3 separate regions of the Sus scrofa genome follow, and regions 1 and 2 are each linked to region 3. Evidence: chromatin contacts called from public Hi-C and promoter capture Hi-C data. All regions are on one chromosome and are shown on one strand. The core of a region is the stretch at or near the end of the contact, and the rest is flanking DNA. Distances in the headings are between cores, read along the strand shown.

Region 1 (3,904 bases), core at 970-3,469, 330 kb before region 3:
CAGGATTGACAGAAAGTATTTGCAGCACATATGACAGGCCAAAGGTAAACTGCTTTGACGTAAAGAAAGCCCCTATAACTCAATTTTATAGAAACCAACAACCAATCTAATAGAAAAATGAGCAAGAACATTAACAGTTTGTAGCAGTGGAAGAAAACATGACTATACAGTCAAAGACACTCAAGCACATTTCTAAAAAGAGAAATGCTTTTGTTCATCTATTGGATTAGCAACACTAACCAAAAAAAAAATCTGATAAATTGTATTTGTGAGGGTGTGAAGAAACTCAGACATGACAGGGGTGGGACATAAACTGATCAAATCTCTATGGTGGATAATACAGCAATAGTCATATTTATTTATTGGCCACACCCATGGTATGTGCAGTTCCTGGACAAGGGATCAAACCTGAGCCACAGAGGAAACCCAAGCCACAGCAGTGACAATGCCAATTCCTTAACCTGTTGTGCCACTAGGAAATTCCAGCAACACCTATACTTAAATTGTCCATATTCTTTGACTTAGTAGTTCCATTTTTATGAAGTCAAGGTTATAAATTGCAGTATTGTTTGTAAAGATAAAAAACTGGAAACAACCTAAACGTCCATCCAAGATCAGTTTCCTTGAGTGCGGTTACAGAAGATCTCCCACACACATTTCCAAGCAGAAAAAGCAAGATGCCTTGGGGGAAGAGAAATGCAGGCTGGGTGCTGCATTCAGAGAAGAGAGGCAGACTTACTTTGCAGCTTATCCCTGCAGCTGATCTGCAAACCTATTTCCCCTTCTTTCTGGGTACAGGGCCTGTTTCCTAGACTCCTTGATAAGGAGGAATAGCCACATGACTGAATTCTAACCAATGAAACAGGCTTGACCCAGAAAAACCTCCCTTGTGCCATTCTTAATATTTTTTCTCTCTTTCGGTTATTTGGACTGGTGCTGAGACCCAGGGGAACTTTGGGAATCAGGCTTTGATCTCAGAGTCACACAAAGAAAAGAGTCTGGGTCCCTGAGTTCCTGCCTAGAGGGGAACATCTGTGTGAGAAACGTGTAGGTAGGGACTTCATTGTGTTTGGCCACCAGAATGCTGTGGTGTATCTATTTCAGCAGATTATAATATTCTTACAATATCCTTTTGACATCATATTAGCTCTCCAAAACAAAGCAAAACTGGAGCAATACCTTTGCCTGGTACTCCATACTTGGGCTTTGTTCAATCTCTTTGGGCTCAGCTCCAACAGCTAGAGCCTTAAACAGCTCCCCAGACACTTGGCACCTAGATGTGCCCCTTTCCTCTGCTTCTCTGCTGTCAAAATACTTATCTCCACCCAGCTCAGAAACTGCTGCCAGGTTTCTTCAGTCTTTCTTGGACTTTTGCTGATATTTATCTGGTTGAAATGTACACATTTGACCCAGGATCCATCTGCTTTCCTATCCATTGTCCTCTCATTGCTCCCGTGTCCCCAGTGCCCAGCCCTGGGATGTCTGTGGAATAAGACAGCCTGGAAAATCCTTACTCCCACCTCTGCCCTCCTGCAGTCTATTTTCCACAGAAGGAGTAAGCAATGAGTTTATGATGCAAAGCCAGCAAGTCATTCTTCCCTTCCAAACCCCCTCACCACCGCCTTCCAGTTCTGGCCCCATCCACCTCTCTCACCTCACCTCCTAATCCTCTCCCCCTGGTTCCCTGGCCTCCAGTGTTTCCCCTTCTGCCACCCAAGTCGGGTGGTCCCACTTCAAGGCCTTGCCCTAGCGTTCCCTCCTCCTGCAATGCTCTCCCTTAGTCACAGTCCCTTTACGACTCAGGTCTCACGTGTCAATTCCTGACTATGGGATTTAAAAGTAGTACCCTTGCCCCAACTATCTCTTCACCCTATCCATTTCCTTCGCATCCCTTTTCACTGCCTGAAATTACCTCGTGTTTGGACTAGAGTTGGTCTCTCCCACTAGAGTGTAAACCCCTGTAAGTCAAGGTCAGGGGTCGCTGTGGTTCAGGCCTGTACATATTAGGGGTTCAGGCACGCAGTAGGGGTTCAGCCAACGCACGCAGAATCCTGGAGATCCATTACTTCTACACCCTCGGCGCGCCAAGCGCAGAGACAGTGGCGGGCCTGCAGGGAGATCTGGCAATCCTCATCTGCTCCCCTCCGGGTGCACGCCCCGGGGCCCCGCCCCGCGCCTGCCCATTGGCTGCCGGGCGGGGCCGGGGAGAGGTCCCTGGCTCTGCGTTCGCCTTGCCCGCCGCCACCTCAGACCCGCCGCTAGCTAGCCTCTCGGAACTTCAGCTCCAGCATCGGCATGTTGCGCCCTGCTGCGCTTGCCGCCGCCCGCCTCGTGCTCCGCCAGGGCCGCCGCCTATTATCGGCCGCCCCTACCCAGGCGGTGCCGGCCCCCAACCAGCAGCCCGAGATCTTCTACAACCAGGTGAGGCCGCCCCCCAGCCGCGCTAGAGCTTTGTTCTCTTGGGGGACGGAGCCCGTCGGGTGCGAACGGCCTGGGCCTTCTTGGGCCTCAGTTTACCCAATTGGGACTTGAGGGGTTTGCTGCAGTTGCTCTTTCAGCATACTCCCTTCCCTGCCCGCGAGCAGTTTGGCCCCGTAGCCGCCAACGACACCTCTGTTTCATTATGCAGCTGTGACTTTGGACGCTTTTCGTCTGGCAGATGTCCGTTTTTCAGGGCCGACTCTGGGTCCCGTTCACCTTCCCCCTCCACCCGGATCGTCCTCGGATTTCGGGCTTCTTAGTCGCCTCTGTATCTGAGCAGTCTAAACATCACCCACTCAGAGGACATGTCCTTTTAGACCCTCTTTGCAGGAACTGTTTTGTCTTTTCGCAGTTAATCTCTTTTAAAAATCTCTTTACTCATGCCCTCATACAAGGAAGTCCAAAAGTAAAAACAAGAAATGGAGGGGTCCTTTTCAGCTAAGACTTACTAATTTGCTAAGGCGCTTCCACTACTGGGAATTGGGAAAGGGTAGATTATTTCCCCACCTGGTCGGTCGCAATCTCCGTAAAGTATTGGTGCCTTCCAAGGGTCTTTGATTAAAGCAAGGAGGGACTTTCCAGGATAACACCGATTCCCAGTAGTCGATTTTTTGCTCAACTAGGACTTTGGAATATTTTCTGTTTTGATCTTTGAGTTTGGGTAAGGTGATGGATTTCACAGAGAAGAAAACTGGTTATGAAAGAGTTCGTTTTGTTTGTGCAACAAGTGTAGCTGCTGCTGCTCTTCTGAACTTCAACTTCTTTGAAGTTGGAAGGGGTCAGAGGGTGAGCACAGGGCCTCACACTGTGGGCACTTAGAGGAATAATGTCTCATTCTCTGTGCATTTCCTTTGCATCTGGCACTAATCAGAGCACTTGTTTTGCCATTTAATCCTTAAACAGCCCAGTGAGGTAGGTACTGTGATTATCTCCATTTTACAGATGAAGAGACTGAGTTACAAGAAGGTCTCCTGAGTTGCCCAAAGACTGCAGTCAGCATCAAAGTTGAGGTTCACATCTAGGCTTCTAAGAGTAAGCCAATAACCAGAACTTTCCGTGTGGTACCACTGATGCAACTCTGGGTGGGAATAAGGGGGTCACTGCTGATTTAGGATGCTGTAGAGCCTACCCCTGGCTGGCTGCTTTCAACAGGGGACCTGCTTGTCAGAGCTCGGCTGCAAATCTGCACACAGGAGATGGGGAAAGGCGCATCTGTGTGATTTAAGGGATGTTACAAATAGTCATTTGTGAGGGAATAAAAACAAAAGATAAAATAATATGCCTTTTGCATAACACAAGCCAAAAAGGCAGCAACTTCTGCTCCCTTGGTAGGCTGCTTAAGGAGGAGTTTATGCTTGAAAGACTTGAACATCAGGCAGAAACATCCTCAAAGGAAAAGCAGCAGCACACTAAGCCTTTGTGG
Region 2 (3,993 bases), core at 520-3,019, 280 kb after region 3:
GTTAAGAGTTCACAGTGGGAATGCTGCAACCTCAGCCAGAAATTCAGACAAAAATACAGAGGAACGTATTCGCATCTCAGGCACGTCCAAATGTCTCGGCCAGCAAGGATCTCATCACTGCCATTTCCAGAAACACACAGTAAAGGGTTTTAATCCATTTCTATAAATGTTCCTTGTGCTGAATGCCAAAGTGCCTGCAAAACCGCAAAACACAAAAGATTCCTTGCATTCCGTTTATAGCCAAAAGACAGGCCATCCTCTCCGCACTGTCCCCAGAGAGTCCTCCTTGCGACAGTAAGAATTTCGTGACAACCCATGCTACCTACACGTCAAAATGTCACTCCACAAAGTGGAGGGCGAGCAGTGTCAGCACTGACTGGCCACGATGAACCGATCCTGCCAGTATTCCCACCACTGGGCACACCTGAAACCAAGTGAGGTCGGTGGAAAGTTCCCATCCACCTAGTATATTTTGTTTCCTTCTGCTCCCAAATCCAGCAGCAAAATTGCTGAGATTTCCTTTTGCACCTGCAACGGCTCCTAAGCCTGGGCTTCTCCGCACCACCACCACCATCACCCCGCCCCCAGCTCATCGAAAGGCCTTGCGGCCTAAAACGCCCGTTAACCCCTGCGGAGAGCGCACCAAGGGCTGGTGTAGCATTCCCCTTGCTGTCCACACTGCCCGCTTCCATGACAAAGGCCCGGTGTCAATCCGAGGCACGACACAGAGTAGTTGCTAGATTGCCCATCACTGACTGGCAGCTGCCACTACCTTCTCCCGAAAAACACAAACAACAAAAAACATACACACGCGCGCACACACACACACACACACACACACAACTGGGAAAAGACCGGGGGTGGGGGTGGTTGTAGAGCGTTAAAATTAAAATATCCCCAAAGCTAAGCAGCCTGGGTGTGACCTGGAAGTGAGTCCAAGGGGTCCGTGGGGGAGGGGAGAAAGGGCCCAGGAGGCGGCAGCAGCTCCTCAGGGGCGTGAAGGCCGTGCCGGGTGATCGTCTAATAAAATGCTGGGAGTTGGAACGTTCAAAATGAAACCACAAATGAAATCCCCAGCGGGCTTGAAGCCCCGAGGAGGGAGGGAGGCGGGCGGTCTGCAGACCTGCGGCCGCGGTCCCCACCAGCCTGTCCGGCGCCCACACACACCTGCCGGGGCAGCCTTCCGAGGGGCGGGGGTCTCGGGTCGGGGTAAAGCGGAGATGGGAGGGCTCGACCCTGGGGATGCGGGGCGGATGGACTAATCTGATGGCGGAGGCCGGGGGGAGCCTCTCTCACCTCCAAGTCGGTGTCGGCGGCCTCCGGGGCCCCAAGGATCTCGCTGGGCAGCTCGGCCAGGTCAGTGACCCGGATCAGTCCGTCGTGCAGGAAGATGGTCTCCTCCTTCACCGAGAGCCACTGCGCGGAGTCCGCGGCCGCCGCCGCTGCAGCCGCCGCCGCTGCAGACGAGCCCATGGCCCCGGCTGAGAGGTTGGCGGTGAGAAGGGGCCGCCCGGCCCGGGAAGACGCGAGCAGGAGCCTCCGCGATCACCAGTCCATGGCAGCAGCCTTCGCGCCCGTCTGCAGCGCCCAGATCGCTTCCTCGCCCGTGCAGCTCCGCCCTAGGAGGTCCGAGTCGCCATCCTCCCACCCACGGCCCCGGAGACCCCGGCCCCGCCGCCACCGTCTCTGCCGCCGCCGCCGCCGCCGCCCTGAGGTGCAGGACCCGCCTCTGCTGCTCGGCAGCCAACTGTCAGTGAGACGCCATGTTGGGGGCGGGGCTCCCGGCATGCTCCGCGGAGGGGACAATGCAGGCCCCGCCCACCCTCCTGGCTCCGCCCACCCACCGAGGCCGGGGCAGCCGCGGAACCTCAGCTTTGCGCTTCCCTCAGTCTTGCCGTCCGACTGACCTCCTACGCCTCTTGTCATTCGAGGGCGCCCTGGGTCTGCAGTGCAGAAGAGGGGAAGGAGGGCGCTGCCTCCCCTTCCTCAGGTGTGCACCGATTTCTCTCTGGCCAGGGTCCCCACCCTGCGTAGAGCAAGGAGCTTCACTCCCTGCTTTCAAGTTTAAATGAGATATACGCAAAAATCTGGCGCAGGGCGGGCGCGGCACACTTGTTCATAAGCATTCGGTAGAGGCACACAGTTGGTGCTTCCTATATACTATAAATTCTAGAACCCACTAAGCACTCAAAACCTGGTGAAGGAGCTCCCGCTGTGGAACAATGGGATCGTCAGCGACTTAGGAATGCTGGAACGAGGGTTCGATCCCCTGCCCGGCACAGAGGGTTAGGAATCCGGTGTTGCCGCAGCTGTGGCTTAGTTCGCAGCTGCAGCTCGAATCTGATCCCTGGCCTGGGAGCTCCATGTGCCGTGGGCAGCAAAAAAACAAAAAACAAAACAAAATCTGGTGAAAATAAAGTACCAGTCACATTTGATGTCCAATGTCTGTCACGTAATGCCCCAGAGGGAGTTAAAACTATTGTTATAACCCATCAGTACTCAACACTAACATATACATTAAAAATATACCCGGGAGTTCCCTTTGTGGTGCAGTGGGAAAGAAACTGACTGTATCCATGAGGATGAGGGTTTGATACCTGGCTTAGCTCAGTGGGTTAGGAATCAACCTTGTGGTGAACTGTGGTGTAGGTAGAAAATGAGGCTCAGATGCCGAGTAACTGTGGTTGTGACATAAGCCTGCAGCTGCAGCTCCAATCTGACCCCTAGCCCGGGAACTGCCACAGACTGCAGGTACAGCCTTAAAATACACACACACACACACACACACACACACACACATCCATCATCCCATTTTTATTTTATTTTATTTTATTTATTTATTTACTTATTTATTTTGTCTTTTTGCCTTTTCTGGGGCCACTCCTTCAGCATATGGAGGTTACCAGGCTAGGGGTCTAATCAGAGCTGTAGCTGCCAGCCTACACCACAGCCACAGCAACGAGGGATCCGAGCTGCATCTGTGACCTACACCACAGCTCACGGCAACGCCGGATCCTTAACCCAGTGAACAAGGCCAGGGATCGAATCCGCAACTTCATGGTTCCTAGTCGGATTCGTTAACCACTCAGCCATGACGGGAACTCCCAGATCATCCCCTTTTTATTAAAAAAAAAAATAAAGGTGTTCCCGTCATGTTGCAGCAGAAACGAATCTGACTAGGAAACATGAGGATGCATCAGGTTTGATCCCTGGCCTCGCTCAGCGAGTTAAGGATCTGGCGTTGCCATGAGCTGTGGTGTAGGTCGCAGACACGGCTCAGATCTGGCGTGGCTGTGGCTGTGGCATAGGCCAGCAGCTATAGCTCCAATTTGACCCCTAGCTTGGGAACCTCCATATGCCGCAAGTTCGGCCCTAAAAAGACAAAAAAAAAAAAGACAAAAATAAATAAATAAAGTGCTTATTGCTATCAAAGGACTTGAATATGTATGGCCACCAAAAAACCTACATAGGGATATTTATAACAGCTTTAGTCATAATTGCCAAAACTTGAAAGTAACCAAGATGTCTTTCAGTAGGTGAGTAGATGGTATATCCAGACAATGGACTATTATTCAGCGATAAAAAGAAACGACTATTGGAGTTCCCCTTGTGGTGCAGCGGAAACGAATCGGACTAGGAACCATGGGGTTCCAGGTTTGATCCTTGGCCTTGCTCAGTGAGTTAAGGATCCCGAGATGCCATGAGCTATGGTGTAGGTCACAGGTGCGGCTCGGATCCCACGTTGCTGTGGCTCTGGCGTAGGCCAGTGGTAACAGCTCCGATTAGACCCCTTAGCCTGGGAACCTCCTTATGCCCCGGGAACAGCCCTAAAAAGACAAAAAGACAAAAAAAAAAAAAAAGAAACAACTATTAATCAATCTATGAACAGACATGGAGGAATGTTAATACACATTACTAACTGAAAGAGAGCAAACTGAAAAGGCTACACAGTGTATAATTCCACTTACATCATACTCTGGAAAAGGCAAAACT
Region 3 (3,859 bases), core at 43-2,542:
TACCCACCTCACAAAGCTGTTGCTAGAATCAAATGAGATGTGAGTAAAGTATCATACAAATTACAAAAAGTAGCAATTGTACCAGAAATATATAGTTACCCCCTTCCAAAAAAAAAAAGTTAAGTGATCTCAGCCCTGCGGAGAAACCTCCATTTAGTAACATCCACACTATAAACATGAGACCTAATTTTGCGAAAAACCACTGACCTTGAAGCCTTCCTTCATCAAGAAGTGACACAGACCAAGACCATACAACCATCTAACAGGAACCACTATCCAATTACAGAACACCTCGGTAATTGAAGAGATGTTTCTGTGACTCAAATATGTGATTTTTCACAATAAGTGTAGCAGAACGATATCAAGGTCTTAAAACCTGAGGATTGGGCTAAGCGTTACAAAGGGGGATCCACTCAGCACACAGAAGGCAAGCTGCAGAAAGCCAGAAAAGCTACAGAAAGGAAAGGCCCTGCACGCCCCTCCAAACTATCACAATCTTCCCATCGCTATTTTGGGCCCAAGACCACCACCCCCCCGCCCCCGCCTCCCACGTGTACCCTGAGCAGCTGTTCCTCCACCAAAGAGCTTTCGATGGGGAGCCTCAAATCTGGGCCTGTTCCTGACTCGATTCGGGTGACCTTGCGTCAGCTCCTTCCTCTCTCAGAACCTCAGTTTCTCTCTGTTCACCAAGCACTGTTGGTCAGACAACATTTTAGGCCCAGTTTCCATAAGTAAAAAGTCTTCAGTGGGGGTTTTCCCTCAAGTAGGGTGTTTCAGCCCTGTACCGGAGCTAGCTTCCACCTGCGGGCAGATCTTGGGTGTCCCTTGGCGTGGCCCCAACAACGCGACCTGCGAGCAGAGCAGATCTCTACCAGAGGAAATGTCTTACAAAGCCTGCCTGTCGGGCCAGCTCTGCCGACCTGCCGCTGCCCTAACAGCGCAGCTGCCACCTCAGGGCTCTGGAAGGCCAGGCCGGCGCTTCCGCGAGGCCCGTGACTGAGGCCTAGAGGCCCGCGCGGCCGACCCCCTGTGCTCGCCAGCCCTGCTCCTGGCCACTCAGCGACCCTCCTGGGCCTTTACCCTGGCCCCGGCGGCCCTCGGCGTATCCGGCTGGCGACTAGACTGGCCCCAGGCACTCACCGTAAATGGGCCGGAGGCGCCTGTCGTTAGGGTCCTGCACATGGCCCCGCGTCGCCATGATGACAAGCGCAGAACAGCAGTGCGCACGCGCAGGGCAGGCCCCCGGGAAGGGGCCGTTAAAGGGCCAGCGCCGATCTCGCTCGTCTATCGCGATGGTCGCGGGGTTGCGATTGAACGCGCCTGCGCGGAAAGGGACAACACTTACACCGCACCCCTCCCACAGACTATTGCCACTTTGAGGGATACGTCTCCCCTTTGCTGATGGAATCAGTCTAGCTGATAGAGGCGGCCGTTGCTATTAAAATCCCGTCCGAGTCACTTACGGGAGAGTGAAGAAAGGAGAGAAACTCTTGGTCAGAGTTAGGGCTCTGCTGCTCCAGTTTATCTTATTTCTCATCTGTGCTGAAGGACCAGTTAGACTTGTCTTTGATTAATTGTTGAGGAACTGGGACCTCCTCTGGGAGGGTGACCCAGGAGAGAGTAGGGGAAAGGGGTGCTGACCAACAGTAGAAATCTGCCAGAAATGTTCGAGATCCCTTCATCTCTCTCCTGGTGCTCAGCCAACTAAGAAGCACCCTAGATTTATAGTAATCCAGTGGATTTGTCAACTATACCGCAATAAAACTGAAGGAAAAAAGTAATTCAGTTAGTATGTGCAGTTAGTGTTGCAAGCTCTAAATGAATTATTTCATTAATACTCATAACAACCCTAGTATCTCCTTAGAAGGTAGATACTATCCTCTTTTCTACTGGTGGGTTTATTCATACCCAATATAATTATCCAGTGCCTATTATGCCGCTGTTTCTGTTTCGAATTTAGGCAGAGAAGATACATTGTAAATAAATCAGAGCTTTCCTGGGGCCTTCCTTGCTGGGAGGGAGATCATCAAATAAGTATGTCAGTATATTAGGTGATAATAAATGAAACTGAGAAAAGGAGAACAGGGACGGGGGGCAATTTTATATAGTGTGGTTAGAAAAAGCGACAATTGTCAGAAAAGTTAAATAAAGTGGGAGATGGGAGTTCTCTTGTGGCACAGCAGGTTAAAAATCCAGCATTGCCATGGCTGTGGCGTGGGTTTGATCCCTGACCTGGGAACTTCCACATGCCTGGGTCGAGGTGAAAGAAAAAAACCAAAAAACTGTCAAGGTCATGAAAAATAAGGAAACTATGAGAAACCATAATAGTCCAATGAAACACGATAACCAAAGGTAATGTGATATCCTGGTTGGGATCCTGAGACAGAAAAAAAAAGGGCATTAGTGGAGAAACAGAAGAAATGCAAATAAAATCTAGAATTTAGTTAATAGTATTATGCTAATGTTGGTTTCTCATTTTGACGAATGTAAATTACATGGTAATGTAAGATGTTAACATTAAGGTTAACTGGTTGAAGAGTAGTAAAAACTTTACCCTCTTTTCAGCCTTTCTGTTAAGTCTAAAACCATTCCAAAGTAATAGATTTTTAATACATTTTTAATAATGGGGGGTATTTTTTAACTACATGCACTAGAAACTCTCATCCCAACTCTGTCCTGGGGCAAGCTAAAGAGGAAGAAAAAAAATTCCAGAAGCAAGTGCACAGAGAAATTCTTGTTGAAAATGGTTGGGAGTGGTGGTGGAGGGGAAGGGGGGGGGGTCCCTCCAATAAATATACAATATGCGATCCCCATGGAAAAATCATTTCTTTTTGTGTGTGTGTGTCTTTTTAGGGCCAAACTCTTGGCATATGGAGGTTCCCAGGCTAGGGGTCAAATCAGAGCTACAGGTGCCAGCCTATGCTGCAGCAATACAGGATCCGAGCCACATCTGTGACCTAGGCCACAACTCACACCAACACCAGATTCTTAACCCACTGAGTGAGGCCAGGGATTGAACCTGAGTCCTCATGGATACTAGTCAAATTCGTTTCCCCTGAACCATGATGGGAACTCCCTAGACCTGCTGATTATTAAGCACTCCCCCAGACCCGGTGAATCTATCACTCTAAGAGTGGGCACAGCAATCTGTATCTTTGCAAATCCTCTTGTGATTTAGATTCAGACAAAAGTTTCATTCTTCTCCTTTAGGTTAGAAGTGGACAAATTATGACCCATAGGCCATATCTAGCTGACTACTGTTTTTGTACAGCCATGAGCCAAGAATGATTTTTACTTTTTTAAAATGTAATAAAATAATCAAAAGAAGAATCAAAATAATCAAAAGAAAAATATTTCACAATATGTTAAAGGTATGTAAAGTTCAAAGGCCAGGGTTCATAAATAAAATTTTAGTGGGTTAAGGATCCGGTGTTGCCATGAGCTGTGGTGTAAGTCACAGACGCAGCTCGGATCTTGCATTTCTGTGGCTGTGGCATAGGTCGGCAGCTACAGATCCAATTCAGCCCCTAGCCTGGGAACCTCCTTATGCCAGTTTCAGCCCTAAAAAAAAAAAAAAAAAAAAAAAGACAAATAGTAAATAAATAAAAAAAATTTTCTAGAACACAGCTATGCCCATTTATGCATGGTCGGTGGCTGTTTTGGTGCTACAGGAGCAAAACTGAGTAGTTGCAACAGAGACCATATGGCCCATAAAGTTAAGATATTCACCATATGGGACTTTACAGAAAAAAATTTGCCAACATCTGCTCTAGAATAATGGAAGGCATTTTTTTTTTAACTTTTTAAGACCGCACCTGTGAGATATAGAAGTTCCTAGGCCAGGGGTTGAATCAAAGCT

What was found. Promoter capture Hi-C pulls out the DNA fragments that hold promoters and counts their contacts. A called contact is a pair of places that touch in the nucleus more often than the background predicts.
Region 1: a contact with region 3 is called in a promoter capture Hi-C map of fetal liver, with 2.8 times the contacts expected there. The contact joins the promoter of ALDH2 here to the promoter of NAA25 in region 3. A contact is called at or near these places in 1 of 5 promoter capture datasets (fetal liver) and 1 of 47 Hi-C or Micro-C datasets (liver).
Region 2: a contact with region 3 is called in a Hi-C map of fetal skeletal muscle, with 2.5 times the contacts expected there. The contact joins the promoter of HECTD4 here to the promoter of NAA25 in region 3. A contact is called at or near these places in 3 of 5 promoter capture datasets (fetal liver, fetal skeletal muscle and liver), 13 of 47 Hi-C or Micro-C datasets (alveolar macrophages, brain, embryonic fibroblasts and 8 more) and 2 of 2 datasets of contacts at active chromatin or transcription factors (alveolar macrophages and skeletal muscle).

Annotation. Positions count from the first base shown.
Region 1 is chr14:39,931,428-39,935,331 of Sscrofa11.1, reverse strand. ALDH2 (aldehyde dehydrogenase 2 family (mitochondrial)) reads left to right here and starts at 2,219. Exons shown (of 13, transcript NM_001044611.2): 1 at 2,219-2,421. The coding sequence starts at 2,296.
Region 2 is chr14:39,324,471-39,328,463 of Sscrofa11.1, reverse strand. It overlaps HECTD4 (probable E3 ubiquitin-protein ligase HECTD4), which reads right to left and starts at 1,769. Exons shown (of 76, transcript XM_013990365.2): 1 at 1,297-1,769. The coding sequence starts at 1,473.
Region 3 is chr14:39,604,232-39,608,090 of Sscrofa11.1, reverse strand. It overlaps NAA25 (N-alpha-acetyltransferase 25, NatB auxiliary subunit), which reads right to left and starts at 1,292. Exons shown (of 24, transcript XM_021074209.1): 1 at 1,141-1,292. The coding sequence starts at 1,198.